6 separate regions of the Mus musculus genome follow, and all the other regions are linked to region 3. Evidence: chromatin contacts called from public HiCAR-type, HiChIP or PLAC-seq and promoter capture Hi-C data. All regions are on one chromosome and are shown on one strand. The core of a region is the stretch at or near the end of the contact, and the rest is flanking DNA. Distances in the headings are between cores, read along the strand shown.

What was found. Promoter capture Hi-C pulls out the DNA fragments that hold promoters and counts their contacts. HiCAR-type assays count read pairs that join an accessible place to other places. HiChIP or PLAC-seq counts read pairs in DNA pulled down with a chosen protein or histone mark. Capture Hi-C pulls out chosen DNA fragments and counts their contacts.
Region 1: a promoter capture Hi-C map of pre-B cells shows a contact between it and region 3, with 3 times the contacts expected there. The contact joins the promoter of Nfkbid here to the promoter of Dyrk1b in region 3. A contact is called at or near these places in 2 of 39 promoter capture datasets (cranial neural crest and pre-B cells), 1 of 484 Hi-C or Micro-C datasets (CD4 T cells) and 1 of 115 datasets of contacts at active chromatin or transcription factors (thymic regulatory T cells).
Region 2: a contact with region 3 is called in a HiCAR-type map of astrocytes, with 2.7 times the contacts expected there. The contact joins the promoter of Wdr62 here to the promoter of Dyrk1b in region 3. A contact is called at or near these places in 4 of 39 promoter capture datasets (cranial neural crest, hippocampal neurons, pre-B cells and 1 more), 3 of 115 datasets of contacts at active chromatin or transcription factors (astrocytes, embryonic forebrain and large pre-B cells) and 1 of 9 other capture datasets (adipose tissue).
Region 4: a contact with region 3 is called in a promoter capture Hi-C map of hippocampal neurons, with 5 times the contacts expected there. The contact joins the promoter of 4930479H17Rik here to the promoter of Dyrk1b in region 3. A contact is called at or near these places in 2 of 39 promoter capture datasets (hippocampal neurons and liver).
Region 5: an H3K4me3 HiChIP or PLAC-seq map of embryonic forebrain shows a contact between it and region 3, with 4 times the contacts expected there. The contact joins the promoter of Sdhaf1 here to the promoter of Dyrk1b in region 3. A contact is called at or near these places in 1 of 39 promoter capture datasets (liver), 3 of 115 datasets of contacts at active chromatin or transcription factors (astrocytes, embryonic forebrain and thymic regulatory T cells) and 1 of 9 other capture datasets (adipose tissue).
Region 6: a contact with region 3 is called in a promoter capture Hi-C map of liver, with 3 times the contacts expected there. The contact joins the promoter of Capns1 here to the promoter of Dyrk1b in region 3. A contact is called at or near these places in 4 of 39 promoter capture datasets (cranial neural crest, hippocampal neurons, liver and 1 more), 1 of 115 datasets of contacts at active chromatin or transcription factors (astrocytes) and 2 of 9 other capture datasets (adipose tissue and liver).

What each region holds. Positions count from the first base shown.
Region 1 is chr7:30,421,835-30,424,534 of GRCm38.p6, reverse strand. Nfkbid (nuclear factor of kappa light polypeptide gene enhancer in B cells inhibitor, delta) reads right to left here and starts at 1,260. Exons shown (of 11, transcript NM_172142.4): 1 at 1,032-1,260; 2 at 840-900; 3 at 84-295. The coding sequence starts at 89.
Region 2 is chr7:30,278,990-30,281,897 of GRCm38.p6, reverse strand. It overlaps Wdr62 (WD repeat domain 62), which reads left to right and starts at 1,488. Exons shown (of 33, transcript NM_146186.4): 1 at 1,488-1,742. The coding sequence starts at 1,566. It overlaps Thap8 (THAP domain containing 8), which reads right to left and starts at 1,804. Exons shown (of 3, transcript NR_144498.1): 1 at 1,418-1,804; 2 at 1,199-1,290.
Region 3 is chr7:28,178,723-28,181,671 of GRCm38.p6, reverse strand. It overlaps Dyrk1b (dual-specificity tyrosine-(Y)-phosphorylation regulated kinase 1b), which reads right to left and starts at 1,356. Exons shown (of 11, transcript NM_001271370.1): 1 at 1,246-1,356; 2 at 1-163. The coding sequence starts at 1,324. Fbl (fibrillarin) reads right to left here. Exons shown (of 9, transcript NM_007991.3): 8 at 2,629-2,774; 9 at 2,403-2,541. The coding sequence ends at 2,517.
Region 4 is chr7:30,352,673-30,355,537 of GRCm38.p6, reverse strand. 4930479H17Rik (a long non-coding RNA gene) reads left to right here and starts at 1,592. Exons shown (of 3, transcript XR_881936.2): 1 at 1,592-2,287. It overlaps Lrfn3 (leucine rich repeat and fibronectin type III domain containing 3), which reads left to right. Exons shown (of 3, transcript NM_175478.2): 3 at 1-24.
Region 5 is chr7:30,320,929-30,323,746 of GRCm38.p6, reverse strand. It overlaps Sdhaf1 (succinate dehydrogenase complex assembly factor 1), which reads left to right and starts at 1,372. Exons shown (of 1, transcript NM_001033140.3): 1 at 1,372-2,338. The coding sequence starts at 1,418. The coding sequence ends at 1,774.
Region 6 is chr7:30,193,596-30,196,569 of GRCm38.p6, reverse strand. Capns1 (calpain, small subunit 1) reads left to right here and starts at 1,417. Exons shown (of 11, transcript NM_009795.4): 1 at 1,417-1,564; 2 at 2,469-2,692. The coding sequence starts at 2,484.

The sequences.
Region 1 (2,700 bases), core at 11-2,510, 2.2 Mb before region 3:
ATGACAAGCCTGCGCCACTAGGCTCAGCACCACTGAGAAGTTTTTAGGGGCCCTTAAGCATCTGTCCCCACCCTATAGTTTACCTCCATCACCAGGGGAAATGGGCCTGACCGGCCTGGGTCTGACGGAGGGTAGAAATCAGGAGTCAGGAAGCCTTCAGAAGCAGAGAATGGGAAAGAGCCCTCTGTATAGGTAGCATGGATGCTAGGGTCCCAGTCTGCAAAGCCTGAAGGGGGAGCCAGGTTGCCAGGTCCGGAATCCACAGTCTCTTGGAAGGCAGGGAAATGAGTATGGCCTGAAACAGAGAGGGTGGTCAGAACCAGCCTGTTATTACAGCCTGGAGACATGGCCAGGGAAGGTAAACCTGGAGTCTCCAGAGGTCCTGAGACACTGAGGAGCTGGGTCCTCCAGTCCTGGGGCATCAGCAAGCTGCGATGCCAGGCCTACTGGATCTCAAGCAACTGGGATCTGAAGTCCTGGAGTCTTAAACCCTGGATGCTTGAAGGACACTATTCATGGACTACTGGGCTACTGAAAACCAACGTCAAATTCCAGGGGTTTTGGTTATAAGACAAGGTGTCTTAGATAGCTCTAGGTGGCCTGGAACTTGCTAGTAAAAAAAAAAAACCACATGACCTCAAACCCAATGGCAATCCGCCCCCCCTCAACTCCGGAGTACTGGGAATATAGACATGTGCAACGATGGCAGGCTGGTCATCAAAATTTCCCATATGGCTCAAGAATAATGAGAGCTGCCTGACTCCTCGGTCCCCAAAGGTCTAAGAGCTGGGATGCCTGAGTCTAAGAGAAGCTGGGCTAGGAGCTAACTTTATTCTTACCTGGCTCTGCCTCATTCACAGATGGAGTCAGTGGCTGGACCAGAGGAGGGGAGAAGTGTCCCTGCAATGTAAAGGAAATGAATTTATGAATCTGGAAGATTCTTCCAGGTCTGTCCCCCACCTGCAGAGCCTCAGAGTCAGGACTACAACTCCCATCTCCCCCAGCGCACATGGCGACTTCCAGAGACTCACCGGCACCCCAGCAGCCTCTGGCTGCTGCTGTCGGCGCCTCTGTTCTTCCAGAAGCTTCTTTACCGTCTGTGTTGGGCAGTGACTACGCTCAGGCCGACTCACTGTGTGTGGGAAGACAGAAGGAAGTCATCAGGAATGTTTAAGTCACCCGAATGCAGCCTCGGTGGCAGCGGTGGGTGGCTGGGAGTGCATGTGGGCGCCCTCCTTTCCTTCGAGCGAGCTGGAGAACTACAAAGCCAACAGAAGATGTTGAGTGCAGGGCCCCGCCTCCGCCATTTCCTTCCTTTTCCTCCACGCTTTTCCTCCGCACCAACTTTCCACCACCGTAGTGGAAACTGAGGAAGTGGGGAGGCTAGCACTTCTCTGAAGCATCTATCTTCTCCGGAGACACCGGGCTCCTCGGAAGCACCACCACATCCGTTAAAAATCCCAACCTAGGCGACCAGGTCCTAACACTAGGAGTGGAGGACTGGGGTTTGCTAATCTCAACTTCCCGAAAAGGCATTTCCAGGTTCCCAATATCTCTGTTTTAACTAGGAGTAGAGGCACACCCCTGCAATCCCAGCGAGGTGGTGGCAGAGGGTCAGGTGTTAAGGCCAGACTCATCTATAAACGAAGTGAGAGGCCAACCTGGACTACCTGAGACCTCTGTCTCAAAACAACAACAAAATGTTTCTCTGTTCTAGAATCTGACATGTGGGGCTGGGCGCAAGGCTGGGTGGATGGTAGAACGTAAGCCCAGAGTCCTCAGCACAGGAAAGGGTGAGTTGCTCCTCTCCAAGTCTTGGGATCACCACTCTTGCTCTAGCCTCTCTGCCAGGATCCACCAAATCAGTAGCGGTGTAGTTCCTCAATGATCCAGGGATCTGGAGTCGCAAAGCTCCCGCCCCCACCTCGGCAAACTTGGGAATAGCAGGGACCAACCATCCCGGAGATGCCCCTGTATCCCATTGGCACAATCCATTCACCCAGAACCCAAGAGTACAGACCCTCAGTCTCCTCTGAGACCTGAAAATCCGGTTCCCTCGACCCAAGAAGAGCAAATCCCCAGCCCAGACTTCCCAGCTCAGACTCCAGCGCGAGAAGGGTTAAAGTCAGCCGAGGACTGACTCGGAAACCCTCGAGACGAGACGCCGCGCGCTGACGTCACGGCGCTAACGCAAGGGAATCTTCCACCTCCCAGTTCCGCTCCGCACGCGCGCGCCGCAGGTGTCTGGCTCGGAGGCGGGGCACGCAGCGAAGCGCGGCGCCCGTGGAATCCCCGCGCACGGGGAATTCCTGTTCGGCCCGGGCACCCTGCACCAGTGGTGCTCTGGGAAGTCCCAGGGCGGGGCTGCTCTCTACCAGAGTGGACTCCTGAGGTCCAGCGCCCGACCTTCGAGGCCCAAACCTGCGTCCATAACCGCAATTTCAAGGATGCAATGCAGCCCCTCCTTGGGTGAAGGAGTCCGGGTCACTTCGTCCTCTTAGAGAACCCCCGGTATCAGGCCTCTCAGTCCTTGCACCCCAACTCCCAAGGATGTCCAACACTCCCAAGGACTCAGAAGTCCAGGATCCCAGCCTCTCCTCTTCAACGTCCAGAATCAATTCTCAGGGCCCAGCTTTACGCTCCAGCCAACCTTCAAAGCATCCAGAAAGGCGCGTTCCTCGCTTTACCCCCAGCTCTTAC
Region 2 (2,908 bases), core at 239-2,738, 2.1 Mb before region 3:
ATATATATATGAGTACACTATTACTGTCTTCAGACACCAGAAGAGGGCATCTGATCCCATTACAGATGGTTGTGGGCCACCACGTGGTTGCTGGGAATCAAACTCAGGACCTCTGGAAAAGCAGTCAGTGCTCTTAACCATTAAGCCATCTCTCCAACCTTGAACTGTTATGTCTTAACTACTAAAAACTTAGGAGAAGGCCAACCACGCTGCAGCTCTCCCTGCACCTACTTATCAGATCATTATGCCTTTTCCCCCTATATAAACTGGCCCCGGAAATGTTTAGGGTTGTAGCTTACAGTTCCGAGTCTGGGTGATCAATCAGTTGGGTTTTTTTGTTGTTGCTGGTTTTTGTTTTTTGGGGGTTTTTTTTGGGTGGGGGGAGTTTCAATAAACCAGTCCTGTTTAACTGAGATCGGTTTTTAAGCGGTTTGTGCGACGCTTCCCAAACCCCAACAGACTTCTGGGCTAAAAATCAAACCCTTCCAACAAACATTTGATGGACAATAGTATGTGTTAGGCATTAGTCTAGCAACCTAGGAATAACAGGAAATGGGATAAAATTTGTTGGCTTCAGGGAGGGGCTGACATTCTAGTGGTGGGGACACCGTTGCATACCTCAACCTGTGATGCCCCAGAAAACCGTTTAAAGAGAAAAATAAGCCAAAAAATGAACAGGGAGAATGATGTGTGTGCACATCCCTCTCACCCCTTCCGCTCCCAAGGTAGCAATGAACTATCTACAGCTTCATAGCAGTAGCTCCCAAGACTCAAAGCTGGACCAACCCCGCCCCTCCCAGGGCCACGCCCCATGTTCGAATCTCCCAGGCCAATTGTCCCTGCCCAGGCGCCCCAAAGTGTTGGAGCCCTAATGTACTTATGTGTAGCTGTCCTACCCTGGCCAGTCCTGCCCAGTCAGCAATAACACTTGAGTCTGGGCCAAACCCTGTCCGGGTCCCCGAGCAATCCATCCGCCTCACGTCATCCCAGGGAAGAGCAACACTGCAACACGTGACAGGGGAAACTGAGGGCGCATGCGTACAAAATGTTCCTCGTGCTACCGCGGCTACGCCCCAATCACGGGATGGAGAGCAGCTGGCTACAATCTTCGCAATCCTAAACCTCACTATTTGTATAGGCAAGAGTAGGGCGGTGTTGTTCCCGACCCCAAGCCCACGGCTCTTTGGCTTCACCCTACCCCTATATCCATGAGACTGGTACAGCTTGAATAACTTCCCGGGACTGTTGCAAAAGACAGGATGAGCTCCATCAAAGTTAAAAGCTGTGTGTCTATGAACAGAGAAAGCACAGGTTAGTAGAGAAACCCAGCCAGACTCAGTAAGCAGTGAAATAGACAGGCCCTGGCCCCACCTTCCTTTAGCTCCGCCTCTTATCTCCCATTGGGCAATGAGCCTACCCGGAAGCTTTGTGATTGGCCAGCCGGGGTGCCGGCTGCGTCCAATGGGCGGTGGCGCCGGCTTTCCCGCGGCCATTCGCTATTCGAGTGGGTGCTGGCTACAGGCGGCTGTTAAGAAGCGTAACGGACACTGGTCTCCGACAGCATGATGGCTGCCTTAGCGGCCGGAGGTTATACGCGGAGTGACACGATAGAAAAGCTGTCCTCTGTCATGGCGGGAGTTCCGGCGCGGAGAAACCAGTCCTCCCCGCCTCCTGCCCCACCGCTCTGCCTCCGGCGGCGGACGCGACTCGCGGCGGCTCCCGAGGACACTGTGCAGAACCGGGTGAGAGGCTGGTCGTCCTGTTTACCCAACTCCGGGCTTCTCTGCCACCTTGGTCCCGCCTCGGGGCCTCGGTCCCTCCCATCGCTTCTTTATTTGCTCCCTCAGGCGGCTTCCCAGGCCCGCCTGGTCCGGAAGCCCCGCCCCCTTGGCAGAGGCTTTCCCCCTGCGTTCCTGCTGGCTTCAGGGTTTGGTGCTGCCCATCTTTCTGGCTCCACTTAGAGTTGGCACATTGCTTTATTTTAGTTCTAACTCCCGGGAAATGGTTTTGCATTTACAAATCATCTCTAATATCACTTTACTGTTCAGTGAGTGACCTAAGACACTTATCCCTTTCATTCCAGTGTGTCTTTGATTTTATTGGAATAGGGCTGGGGACCACTGCAGCCACCAGTGTGCTGTATCGGAGTCTGAGCGAGAGGCTGGCCTGTTGGCTCTTGCCACGCCTCCTCTGTAGCGCCTCGGGGTAAGGTGTGCTCTTCCAGGCCCCTATTTGGTTAACATTCCCCTGGTTTTGTTGTTGTTATATTGTTGTGGGTTTTGTTGTTGTTGTTATATTGTTGTGGTTTTTTTGTTTTTTGTTTTTGTTGTTTGTTTTTTCCTTTTGAGACAGGATTTCTTTGTGACTGAATTCATTCTGTAGACCAGCAGGCTGGCTGTGAGCTCTGAGATCTACCTTTCTGCCTCCGGAGTACTTGCCTGGCTTATTTGCGTAACATTTCTTGGTCTTCCTTCCTTTTTCTGTTCCTGATTTCTTTCCTGTTCCTTCACTAGAACTGATTTTTATCTACTTACGGCTTAAAATTATGGAGAATGTAAAAATCTTAGCACTGCTGCCTGGGGAGCAGGGTGTACAAAACAGTTCCACAAAATTTGAGTCACAGAAAGAAATGACTTTGGGTAGAAGGAATGCTATTAGTAAAACTTTTTTTTTTTTTTTTTTTGGTCAGGGTTTCTCCGTGTAGCCTTGGCTGACCTGGAACTGGCTGTGTAGACCAGACTGGCTGAGGTCAACTTTTGAGAGTTCATTCTCCCAGAGTCAGCTTTGGCCCCAAGGGCTTTTACCTACGGAGCTATTGGCTACTAGTCTAGAGGCAGTGGGACCTGGGAGAATGGAGTCATAAATGAGGCAAGCTAAAGTCTCCTGTAGTAGCCAACTTTAGTCTGAG
Region 3 (2,949 bases), core at 107-2,606:
TGTGTGTGTTCCTGGGGCCCCGGAAAGCCAGAGAAAGGACCATGGCCTGGTGGGACGGCCATGGTGGGCTCAGAGGGCCGCAGGGGCGTGAGGCCTGGAGCGGGAGCCCGGCCGGGGGGCGCCTTCTCGCATCCTGCACCTCGGCTGCCACCGCCGCTGAGACCTGAGAGCAGGTAGGAAGTGGGAAGACAACATGGAACAAGAAGGCATGTAGGTCAGGGTCAGTCAGAAGAGGTGGGTATGAGTTAGGGGCAGGACCAGGGGGAGACAGGGGACAGGGCAGAGCACCAGCACCAGGTAGCCATGTACAAACAGAAAGGGTAGCAAGTGGGTTAGCACAGCGTGTCTCTCAACAAATGAGGAGCCAAAAAAAATGAATGAAGCATCACATCCAGAGATGTAAAAGGGAGCCATCAGAGCCAGACAGGGGTGGGAGAGGGTGGGTACAAGGCCAGGGCAGGAGGGATAGAAAGAGGCCAGGAATTAGGAGAGCAAAAGAAGGCAGAAACCGTGTAGAGTCTGGGCAGTAGAACTCAGTCCTTCAAAATTTTACTGGTGGCCAGCCTGAGTCCCTCAGATAAGGCCCCGCCCTCACACCGTCTTCCCTCAACACCAAGGGCCCAATTTCAAGCCCAGTCTACCCACTAGTTTCTTTCTATTCTAAAGAACATAGCAGTCCTTATGGACCTCCCAGCAAACCCAAGGTTATCTGAGAACTCCTTTACATGCAAGCTATAGATGTTTCAACCACCTCGGCACTTTCCCCTGGGACCGACTCCATACTCCAAGACCGCTCCCTGCTCCCTATATGAGGTCTCTGGAACCAGAGATCCTTCTTTTAAGCAGTCTATATTTATCCCACTAGGATTCCCCCATTACTCCAAGACCCCTACTCCTCAGGAAAACAAGGGAGAGGTGTCATTTTTCAACATCTAAGAGTCACGGTCTTTTTCTTCTTTACCCTGAGGTCCTTGCTAGCTCCTCTATTTCTACGCTGGGTCATTCCACAATTGAGCCTATTCCTAGAAGGGCCTGACAGCCAAATCCCTAAATATCGCACAAGACTTCACTCACTAAAAGTGTCCTTCGGAACAAAATCCCCTTCTTAGGAGCCTCCCCCTTGTCAGATCCCCTTCTATGCTATGTCTTGCCACTCCAGGTCCCCTTTATTGGGGCTTCACAGATAAACAACCTCTTCCCGAGCCCTCCCACACTAGGACCAGCTCTTACAGCTCCCACCCCTACCCGGGTCAGGGATGGCGCTGGGCCCACGGGGGGCTGGAGCGCGATGGGGACCCCAGTGCGGTGGGCGAGCGGCCAGCATGGCGGCGGTGGTGGTGGCGGCGGCGATGAGGAGGTGGCCGCCTGTCCCCGGCCCGGCTAGCCTAGCCAGCCCCGCGGCGGTGAGGGCAAGCGGGACAGGCGGCCCGGTGGGTGACAACAGCAGCCGCCGCCACTGCCACCGAGGGGGAGGGGCGGGGAAAGGAGGGGACGAGGGTCAGACCAGGGCACGCGGGGGAAGGGGACAGCAGGTGGACGGGGGAGGGGCGGGTTAACCCTCGCCCTACGGCCCAGCCCCGCCCCGCGTGGCCACCCGCCCCCAGGGACCCTGGCGTCCCGCCCCCCACCCGGCAGGCCCGCCCCGGCCAGTGGAGTCCCGGCGGGCGGGGCCCAAGAGAGCCCGGCAGGCCGCACCTCCCATGGCAACAACCGCGCCATTGGTTGTTGCTGCCAAGAGCTTAACCAATTAGCACTCAGGGCAGCTGTTGCTAGGCGACAGCGAAGCGGCCAGCGCAGCCGAGCCCAAACAAAGGGCGGGAGTGGGGCCTGGCTGCCCCCTCCCCGACTCCCTCTCAGGACGGCTCCCTCGGGCTCAGCCTCTTCCAGGAATCCAGCTATGAAGAGCCGGACTCCGCTGCAACGGCCCAAAGCCCCCTCCTTTCCCTTGCTAAATCTCGCGGGGACGGGCAGGGCGGTTCCCGGCCTGCCCCCCACCCAAGCGTGCCGCCCCGCCCGTCGCAGCACCCTTACCTGAGGGCGTGGGTAAGGGGATTCAAACTGCTCGGGGAGCCCGAGCTCAGACCTGCCCACTGGCTGAGGGTGTCCGGTGGACGCGGCGAGCCAGGGCCCCGATTACCCAGTAATGCAACCAGCAAAATGGCGACCACAACAAACCGGCCCCCCTGCCCCGGCTCCGCCCCCACATCATTCACGTGACCTAGCGGAGCACAGTGCGCCTGCGCCTTAAGGGTGCTGAGCCGCGCACGTGCGGAGCAGCCACCAATGGAGCATGCACCATGTGACCGGATGAAACTTTCCAGGCACCACCCCCCGAAGCACACAAAGTTGATCAAGGGCGCATGCGTCTCGAGGCCACTTAGCAATAGGCACCAGACAGGGGAGACAGATGAGTCTTTTAATAGAAAAACAAAACAACTCCCCCGCCCCCAAAAAATCACAAGCCACACGTGCAACAGTAACAACACACATCTCTTCAATCCAGACAGCTCTGAGTTTCAGTTCTTCACCTTGGGAGGTGGCCTGTGAGGAAATCAGAGGGGGTCGAGTTGTAACCACTTTTGGCTTCTCAGGGCCACAGGTAAGGGAGAGGTCTGTTGTGACACTCACCTGTACACACCGACAACCACGGCGTGGTCTCGCTCATAAGGCTCTAGCGTCAGCTGCTCCTGCGGCTTCATGTTCTCCTGCTGCATCTTCTTCACTTCAGATGCAAACACAGCCTCTGCTGACGCAGTGGAGTCAATGCAGTTGGCCTAGAAAGGAGTCAGGACTAAGTTACAGATTTGGAGACCCAGGCTTTCCCAATTTTCTAACTTCATTAAAGAAGTTTTAATTTGGCTCACATTGGAAACAGGTTATTTCATTTATCTAAGGCAGTGTTTAAGGTCAGGAATTTTCTTCCATATCCTGGAAGCCCAGCTGGCAAAA
Region 4 (2,865 bases), core at 343-2,842, 2.2 Mb before region 3:
GAGGGTGTCGGGGGCACCGGGGCACAACAAGAAAGTCCTATTTTTCTAAGCTCGGGCTGTTCCTTTGCCCTTGTCTGTCTGTGGGGACTGAGGGGTGCTGCGGAGGGTATGGGGGCGGGGGTTGAGGAACATCCCCTGAGGAAGGCACTTCCTGTCATTCAGCTTGGGGTCTCTGCAGAGGAGTTGAGGATAGTCATCTATAGTCATCCATATAAGCACTGGACGTTCTAGGGACCGAGCTGTGCTGTGGCTTGTGCTGGGGACTCTGACCCAAGCTGCCTTGCCCTCAGTCCAGTGGGAAACATGTCTTGAGATAGCCATACTCCAGAATACAGAGTTGAGGGATGCCCAGGGGGTTGTGTGCCCCCCCCACCACCGAAGAGGAACCTGAAGTATAGTTCAGGGAAGGCTTCCTGGAAGAGGAGGGATGTAATCTAAGTAGCATATCTGAAGGAGAGCATTGGGCAAAGAGCAGAAGGGAAGGCTCCAGGTGGAGGGCATAACATGAACAAAGGCTGGGTATTACCAGGCATTGGGTTGCTGCGGTACTGGTGAGGTGGGAGGGGCCAGCATCTGAGTGAGGTGCTCATGATGGCTAGCCACGGAGGATTTCATGCCTGGGGGCCGAGTGGGGGAGGTTGTGGGTGGGTTTCTAGTGCTTCTTGAGGGAGGTGAACCAGAGGCAAGGAATCCGTGGGAAGCCAATGTAGGGGTGAGGGTGGGTCAGGACCAACTTCAACCAGGGAAACATTGGAAGAGAAGAGTGGATGACACAGCCATTCAGGAAAGTGAGCAGATGGATCACAGTGCTCAGAGACCATGAGGGAGGGGCTTATCTAGAGTGATGCTCTGGGCTCTGGCCAGGGGAAAGTCCTCCAGGCTGCCCTGGCTGAGGACGAGGGAGCAGGGGCACAGCAGAGATGCTCTGTGGTCAGGGTGGGACTCTGCAGATGAGGGACCAGGGGAGGGCGAGTGGGGAGGGGAGATGGAGACGTTGGAGCCAAGGATAGAAAGCAGGGCTTAGCAGACAGAGTATCCCACCCCTATCATCCTCACACCTCAGGAGACAGAGGCAGGAGACCAGTAGTTCAAAAGCTGACACTTCAGCATGAGACCCATCCCCCCCCCAAAAAAAACCCAAAAGAATCTGGGAGCAGTCGCAAGATTGAACCATCTACTGGGGTTTCAGTCTTTAAGGTAGAAACGGAAAGCTTTTGGCAGCTGCACATGGAGGTGAAGGTGAAAAATGTCCCAAGAGACTGGTGTGTTTGCTAGGGGAAAGGTTACAGTGGGGGGTTGGGGGGTGGAGAGTCAGTGCCACATTGAACCAATCTAGCAGATATGAGTGTGGACAGGGACTGAGCCCTGGTTCAGCGTGAGTCAGAGCACTTGGCCTCATGTCTTTCCTGAGCTGGTCCCCACTGTGTCACTGCCCGGGGCCCCCTCACACAAGTGTCCTGGAAGTTTATAGGATCAGACACTGGGCATGGAAAAGGCCAGGCCTCATTAGAGGTGCAGGAATGGGGTCAACAGCAAGAATAGCACCCCCCCCATGCAAGTAGCTTCTCTGATGGCAGCAGGGGGGGGGCGGAGCAGGGGGGGGGGACGGGGAAGGGCCTGTCAGTCACCTGAGGTAAGATGATGTTAGGATCAGGGTGAAGACAGGCTAAGAGTAAACTGGAATTCTCTCGGTTTGGTACAAAGAATGTTCTGGTGAGATGACAGAACCTATTTTTCATGGTGGAACTTGAGACCTTCAAAATGCCCACCATTAACCATGGAGATGAGGCACTCAGCTCCCCAGTCCTGCAGCATCCCGAGGTCCTTTGTCATTTTGTTACTCTCGAGTAGCTAAGATCATGTGAGGCTATCAACAAATCACAGCATAAGCCTTGGGCCATGGGAGTTAGCAAGTGGGAAGGCTGGCTCAGTGCCACCTAGGAAATACCCACTCCCACCTTAAGGGGGAGCCAGAGTGCACCGTTCATAAACCTGTTGTTAAAATTTGAACTGTGTGCTAGGTCATGGGGCAGATTCGGGTACAAGTCCTGCCCTGCCCTGCCCTGCCCTGCCCTGCCCTGCCCTGCCCTGCCCTGCCCTGCCCTGCCCTGCCCTGCCCTGCCCTGCCCTGGCAGCATTTGTGACACGCACAAATGTTAAATAGGGATGTGTAGGCAGCAGAGGTGGATTTGACTCCAGCTGAGGAGTTAAGTCCCAAGCCGAGGCTGGAGGTAATTAGCAAGCAGTGGGAACAGTGTTCAGTGGACATGGAACGGCATATGATAAGGTATGCATTGTGAGAAAAAGGGAGAGGGAGGGAAGCCAGAGGTGAGATGGAGTGAGGGAAGGGAATTGTCATAATATCAGGCAGGAAGCGGGCGATGTAAAAGCCCTGTAAATTCACCAGAGGAGGGAGGATTCCATTCTAACTGACATGAGAAACCACTGAAGGTTCCTTCTGTCTTGTTTTCTTTGAGTTGGGGTTCTCACAACATTAGCCCCAGTTTGGATTCATTGTCTAGCTCAGGTTTCCTGACCTCACTCATGACCCTTCTGCCTGGGCCTCCTGAGCCCAAGGATCACAGGCGTGCACCGTCACTCCTGGCCACTGGAGGATCCCGGGCTATGAGGATCTTCCCGGATCTCAAGGAAGCTCCCATGGCAGATTTTGTGTGTGTGGAGGGCCAAGGGGAAGCACGGGGAAACTGAGGAGGAAGACACTGCAACAGTTCTGGCAGAAGGCTGTCTTAGACCAGGCTAGACCTGAGCTGACATCAATGACAGCAGCAGGCTCCTCCTTTCCTACCCCGAAGAGGACAGTGTGAACTACTAGCAGCTGGTCCAGAAGAGAGGGAAGGAAGGTTG
Region 5 (2,818 bases), core at 123-2,622, 2.1 Mb before region 3:
AGAGTTGTTCCTGGCATAAAGTAAGAGTTCAGCAAACAACTTAGATGGAAAAATAATAAGACGGGGTTTGGGAGTTTGGGGGAGGGGTTGTTTTGTTTTGTGTTTCAAGACAGGGTTTTCCTGGCTGTCCTTGAACTCACTCTGTAGACCAGGCTAGCCTTGAACTCAGAGATGTCTGCCTCTGCCTCCCAGGTGTTGGGATTAAATGTCTGCACCACCAGGTAAAACAGATTATTATTAAGACATAGATAAGAAAGATGAGACAGATTCATTTAAGTTGTTTACTGAACATTGACTAAAACTCCAATCCCCTAAATTCCCTCCAGCTCACTAGCTTCCCTCCCCCAGATACTTACTCATTCCCACTATCCTGATATTCACACTGTTCTCTCTACACTCTCTCCTCCTTCTGTTTTCTCTGTTCACTATCTCCTGCTATTACGTTTTAAACCTGACAATAGTTCTGCTATACTGCCTCAACCTTCATTTTGTAGCTCATGACCTTAGTCTGACCTAATGTTCTTTGACTATAACATCATGTTGCTGTATGGAGCCTCGAGACCTATGGAAATTCCCTAGACTTCCTGCCTCTAGACCCAGCCAATCAGCTTAAAGGTCATACAGTACGGCTTTGTCTAGATAGCCAAATGCACCTGTTCGTGGGTTTTCCCATATAAAAACTGGCCCTGAAAACTGGCTAGGGTGTGCATCCCTGATTAATCAGTGTTGATATGTGTGTTCAGTAAACCGTTCCGATACCCTACTGACATTGGTGTCTCCCAGTGGTTTGTGTGGCTAATCCTTAACTTCAACAATATTCTCTCCCCTCTCGCAGACAGCCCTGGCTATGCAGTCTACTTCCTCTCTATTTTGGACTCTTCTAGATGCCTCTGGCTGTCCTCTCTCTCATATCTACAAACAAACAAAAAGTTTTCGCTTGGCCGTACCACGGAGCGGTCATGTCGTCAGTTTATGCACGTTCCAGCCCCCAAAATAGTAAAGATCTTTTTAAAAACTGCTCATCCCTTCCCAATATCCCTCTGCCTTCTGGTGAGCCCCGGGTTCGATCCCTTCGCTCTCAATCTTCCGAGGGCTCAGAACTATCTCCTCCTACACTCTTTCCAGAGTCTAACCGCTTAGGCCCTTCCCCATGCTTCCACTCAAGTTCAGAAATATCCAGGACTGTAAGGCACTCAAAAACTACTCTTTAGAGTGGCCCGGAGCACCAGAGACTCCGCCCACTTCCAGAGCCAGCCAAGATGTACTGCAGTACTGGCCAATCAGATGCGGCAGCGCCGGTGAGCAGGAGGCGGGACTTCTGGCAGACGTGCCAGTAGCCCTGCCCGTTAGCTTCTCAGCACTGTGTGTCGGGGCGGTCCTTCCGGCCAGTGTGGGGCCTCACCGCGACGCCGCGGTCATGAGCCGGCCCAGCCGGTTGCAGAGGCAAGTTCTGAGCCTGTACCGCGAGCTGCTGCGCGCCGGGCGCGGGACGCCGGGCGCCGAGGCGCGGGTGCGGGCCGAGTTCCGGCAGCACGCCAGCCTTCCGCGAACCGACGTGCTGCGTATCGAGTATCTGTATCGCCGGGGTCGGCGCCAGCTACAGCTGCTGCGTTCGGGCCACGCCACGGCCATGGGTACCTTCGTGCGCCCGCGGGGTCCGGCTGAAGAGCCCGGCGACGCGACAGCCCCGGGGACCAGGCTGGATGATGGTGGTGCCCCAAAGAATTCTTGTGAAGATACAGGGGCGCGGGAGACGCGATCCGATGGACGGTGACAGACAGACCTAGAGGAAGGTTCCTTCTGACAGTTTGGGGAGGATCGTGAACTCATCTAAATGGAAGCTGAGATGTCTTGAGAGATAACCGAATTTTCCCGATGCATAGTGAGAGATCAGACACTCCCTCACCAAGGAGGTTCCGGGCATTCTGTGGCACTGGCGGACTGCATAAGACATGCTGTGATACACCAACCCAAAGTCAAAGAGAGAGCACAGGCGCACTTTCTCCTCCCATCGGGGCCGTGGCACCTCTTGACAGACAGCTCTCTTGACTTCTTAAGAACACACCCACCTCCTCACTCCCCGCCCCTTGCTGTTTTTAACGTGGAGAAGACAGACTTTTTGCCGCGCTCGTTTAATAGAATACCCTGATGAACCGTGAGAAACTTGGCAGTCTGACTCGTTGTGAAGAACCGGGTTCATGAGGGAGATTACACTAGCTCATCTCAGCTGATGAGCCTGAGACTCTTGGAGAATCCCTAGTCCCTACTCCTGTTAGTCCTCAGGATTCTTGCATAAAGGAAATAAAAGTGAGGTGTGCTCACTTCCTTGTTGTCTTAACAATCTTGTTGATTCTTTTATTAGGGGTCTTTGCTTTTTCTTTTGAGACAGAGTCTTGTTATATAATATAGCCTAGGCTGGTCTCAGCATTCACCTCCTTCAGACTCAGCCTTCTAAACTCTGAGATTATAGGCATGTACGGCCATGCCAAGGTTGAAGAGGCAGGTGGGAGCAAAGGGGACCCAGCTAAGGCTTGGTGTGTGACAGAAAAAGATTCTGTGACACTTTTTACATAAGACTTTGACCTCACTTGCGTAACCCCATCACAGGAGGCTAGCTCTCTGCTCATCTCTCAGCTTCAGTTTTATTTAGCAAGGTGATCCTGGTTGCTTTAGTTTTTGTTCTTTTTAAGACATGGACTCACTTAACCCAGGCAGGCCTCAAACTGGTCATGTAAGGGATAATGGCCTGCAACTCCTCCCTTCTCCTCCAGATCACAGGCATGTTCTACCACAACATATGTTTGTTGTTTGTTCTGTT
Region 6 (2,974 bases), core at 168-2,667, 2.0 Mb before region 3:
TTGGGTGGATGTGAGGACAAAGAGGTCTTCCCAAATGAGAGATGTCTGAGCTCTGGTCCAAAGTGGAGGACACAGACAGTCAAGTCCAAACACAGGAGTATTTGTAGGCAGAGGACAGGGCTTATGCCAGCGAGTTGAGCCTGAGGTCAGACTGCTCAGTGTGGCAGGGAGGGGTGTGGCAGAGAGGGAATCCACATTAGTCATCACCAAATGATTTATCCGCTAAGGCTTAGGCCTGGGTCGCCACCCTCTGTGCTCCCGCCTTTTAGAGTTTCCGGTTTCGACAGGTTAAATCTTGCTTCACACACACACACACACACACACACACACACACACACACACACACACACACAGGTTTGAGCAATGATTACCTGGCCTGGTCCCAGCAAGCCCTTAGGTGGCGTTAGTGCAATTACGGTCTTGTCTGCTGAGATCTTATTTGACTGATTATCATATTAAGTTATCGGAGATTCTTTGAACAGGTAAAGCAGACTGGTTGTTTAACCTCAGTTTACTTATACATAGAATGGGGACAATAACAGACCTATCCCACAGGCCTGCTTCGAGGACACACAACCTAGTGAGTGGAGAGTATTTAGGGACCGGCAGGTATTTGTCGATGTTGTTTAAGGATGAGCAAGAGTAAACGAGCTAAGGGAACCAGGTGAGCTCCCAGCTGAGGGAACAACATGGCGACATAGGGACTAACAGAAGAGCTGCCATTTACTATGTATTTATCACTTAATTCTGATAGGGGCTTACCCTAGTGTCCTCTAGGGTCTCATGTAGCCCAAGCCGGTCACAAACTTGTTATGTACTGAGAATGGCTGCCTGCCCTCACCTCCCAGTGCTGGTTTTACAGGTGTGTGTCATCACGCCTGGCTATGTTCCCGCCTTACACATGAGGAGGTCATTACTCAGAGACACCAGGTCACTGTTTTAGGGATGAGCAATAAAGACTCAAACCGAGGTTTATATAGTTCCTAGGGAGTGGCCAGACAGCCAGACTAGAAGCCCAACAGCGACCTGGGTGAGAGGCACAAACTGATGGTAAACTTAAGATGTAGATTCCTAGCATTCGGGAAACAGAAGCAGGAGGATTGTTTCAAGTTCGAGGTTAGCTAGGGCTTTAGGTCATCATTTAGAGGATGTTTAACAAACCTCTGTCTCAAAGTGCACAATGAATGAATGAATGAATGACAACTGAAGTCCTTTTTTGCAACTATATACTGCAACGGTGACCGGGTACCCTGTATCTAGTTCCTGGAGGCTCCAGTACCTGGGCGTTAGAATAATTTATTCGTACTCAAAGCTATTTAATCTGGACAGCGTTGAATTTCCAGCAGTGTGTGTATGGGGACGGATGAGCTAAGCAGAGACTTGCAACCATAACCCTCCCGCGCAGGCGCAGTCTGCAATGGAGGCTCTAGGACCGCGCAGACGACGGCTGGGTGGCGGCAGGGTCTAACCCGGAGTAGCTGCCTGAGTCACCGGCCCCGCCCTCCCGAACCGGACACAGCGGAGGCCCTGCAGCAGGCGAGCAAGACCGCGGACCGCCGGATCCGTAAGTGAGACGGGACACTCCAGTCCAGCACCCCTGCACCCTGTAGATCCGGAATCCGTAGTCCTCAGATCTGGCGAGACCCTAAAGTCTTGGCCCTTGGGGGGTCCTAGGACCGGTGTTCTCAGATTCGAACCATCGGGCCTGTCAGCCCCTCCAGAACACTCCTTACCATCCCGGATCTGACGACCAAAAAATATAAGCCCAAAGATCAGAGAGATACCCGGAAATTATTTTGGGCGTCTAGAACCACAATCCGAGATCGTGGTTCCCATTTGCGGTGGGAAGAACTCCGTTATCCAGGATCCTCCGGGCGCACAGCCATAATTTTTGGCCGGAGCCCACAGATCCCGTAGTGACAGTGTAGTCCCTCTGTCGAGAGTATCTGAATGTCTTAATCCACATTAGGAACTTCCTGGTCAGCCCTGGGTCATCCCTACCCTGAGCTTAATTTTGGAAGGCCTGGATCTGAGACACGTTCGGTTTTACACACCTTAGGGTTTCTACACGAGAATCCCCTGTTTTCCCGCTGCCTCAAGACAGGGTAAAGCAGGCAGGCGCTGTAGCCGAGGCTGGCCTTGAACTGGTCCTCCAGCCTCAGCCTCCCAATTTCTGGGATTACAGTAGAGCGCTACCACGCACGCCCAGCTGTACCCCTGTCCTCATGCCTATATATATGCAGTCAAGCCTGGGCCAGGGTACTTTCTAGACCCTAGGAGGTTTCACATCTCCTATCACCTGTCCAGACCCCTAGCTAGAGGCTCTGTCCCCATCTCGAGGCCTTAGTTTCCTCCCCAATCTAGTTGCCGGAAATGCTTGCTTTTTTTTTTTTTTTTTTTTTTTTTTTTGCGGGAAGGGCTGGGCTCCTGGCAAGGCCACTACCCGACCCACCCCTTTTACTTTACAGGACTCAGCTGCGATCATGTTCTTGGTGAATTCGTTCTTGAAGGGCGGCGGTGGCGGTGGGGGAGGCGGGGGTCTGGGCGGGGGCCTGGGGAATGTGCTCGGAGGCCTGATCAGCGGAGCTGCTGGCGGCGGCGGCGGTGGCGGTGGAGGCATGGGACTGGGAGGAGGTGGCGGAGGCGGTGGAACTGCCATGCGCATCCTGGGCGGAGTCATTAGCGCCATCAGGTAAGGCGGGGCCTGAAGGGGCGGGGCGGGCCAAATAATAAAGACTCACTTAGAGTCCGACCTGAGAATTCTTAATTAGTCTGGGCTGATCCATACCGGAAAACTGGCCCTAAGGGGATTCTAGCGAGGCTGGTGTCACTTTTTAGTACCAGGATTAGTAAACCTGCTTCTGTGGGTCAACAAATAGGATGCAGTTTCTTGGGGATAGGGGCTCTTCTGTGTTTGGGGAAGGTGCAATTCTATAGGATTGTATCCAGCCTTCACTGGGGGCGCAGCCAGTGG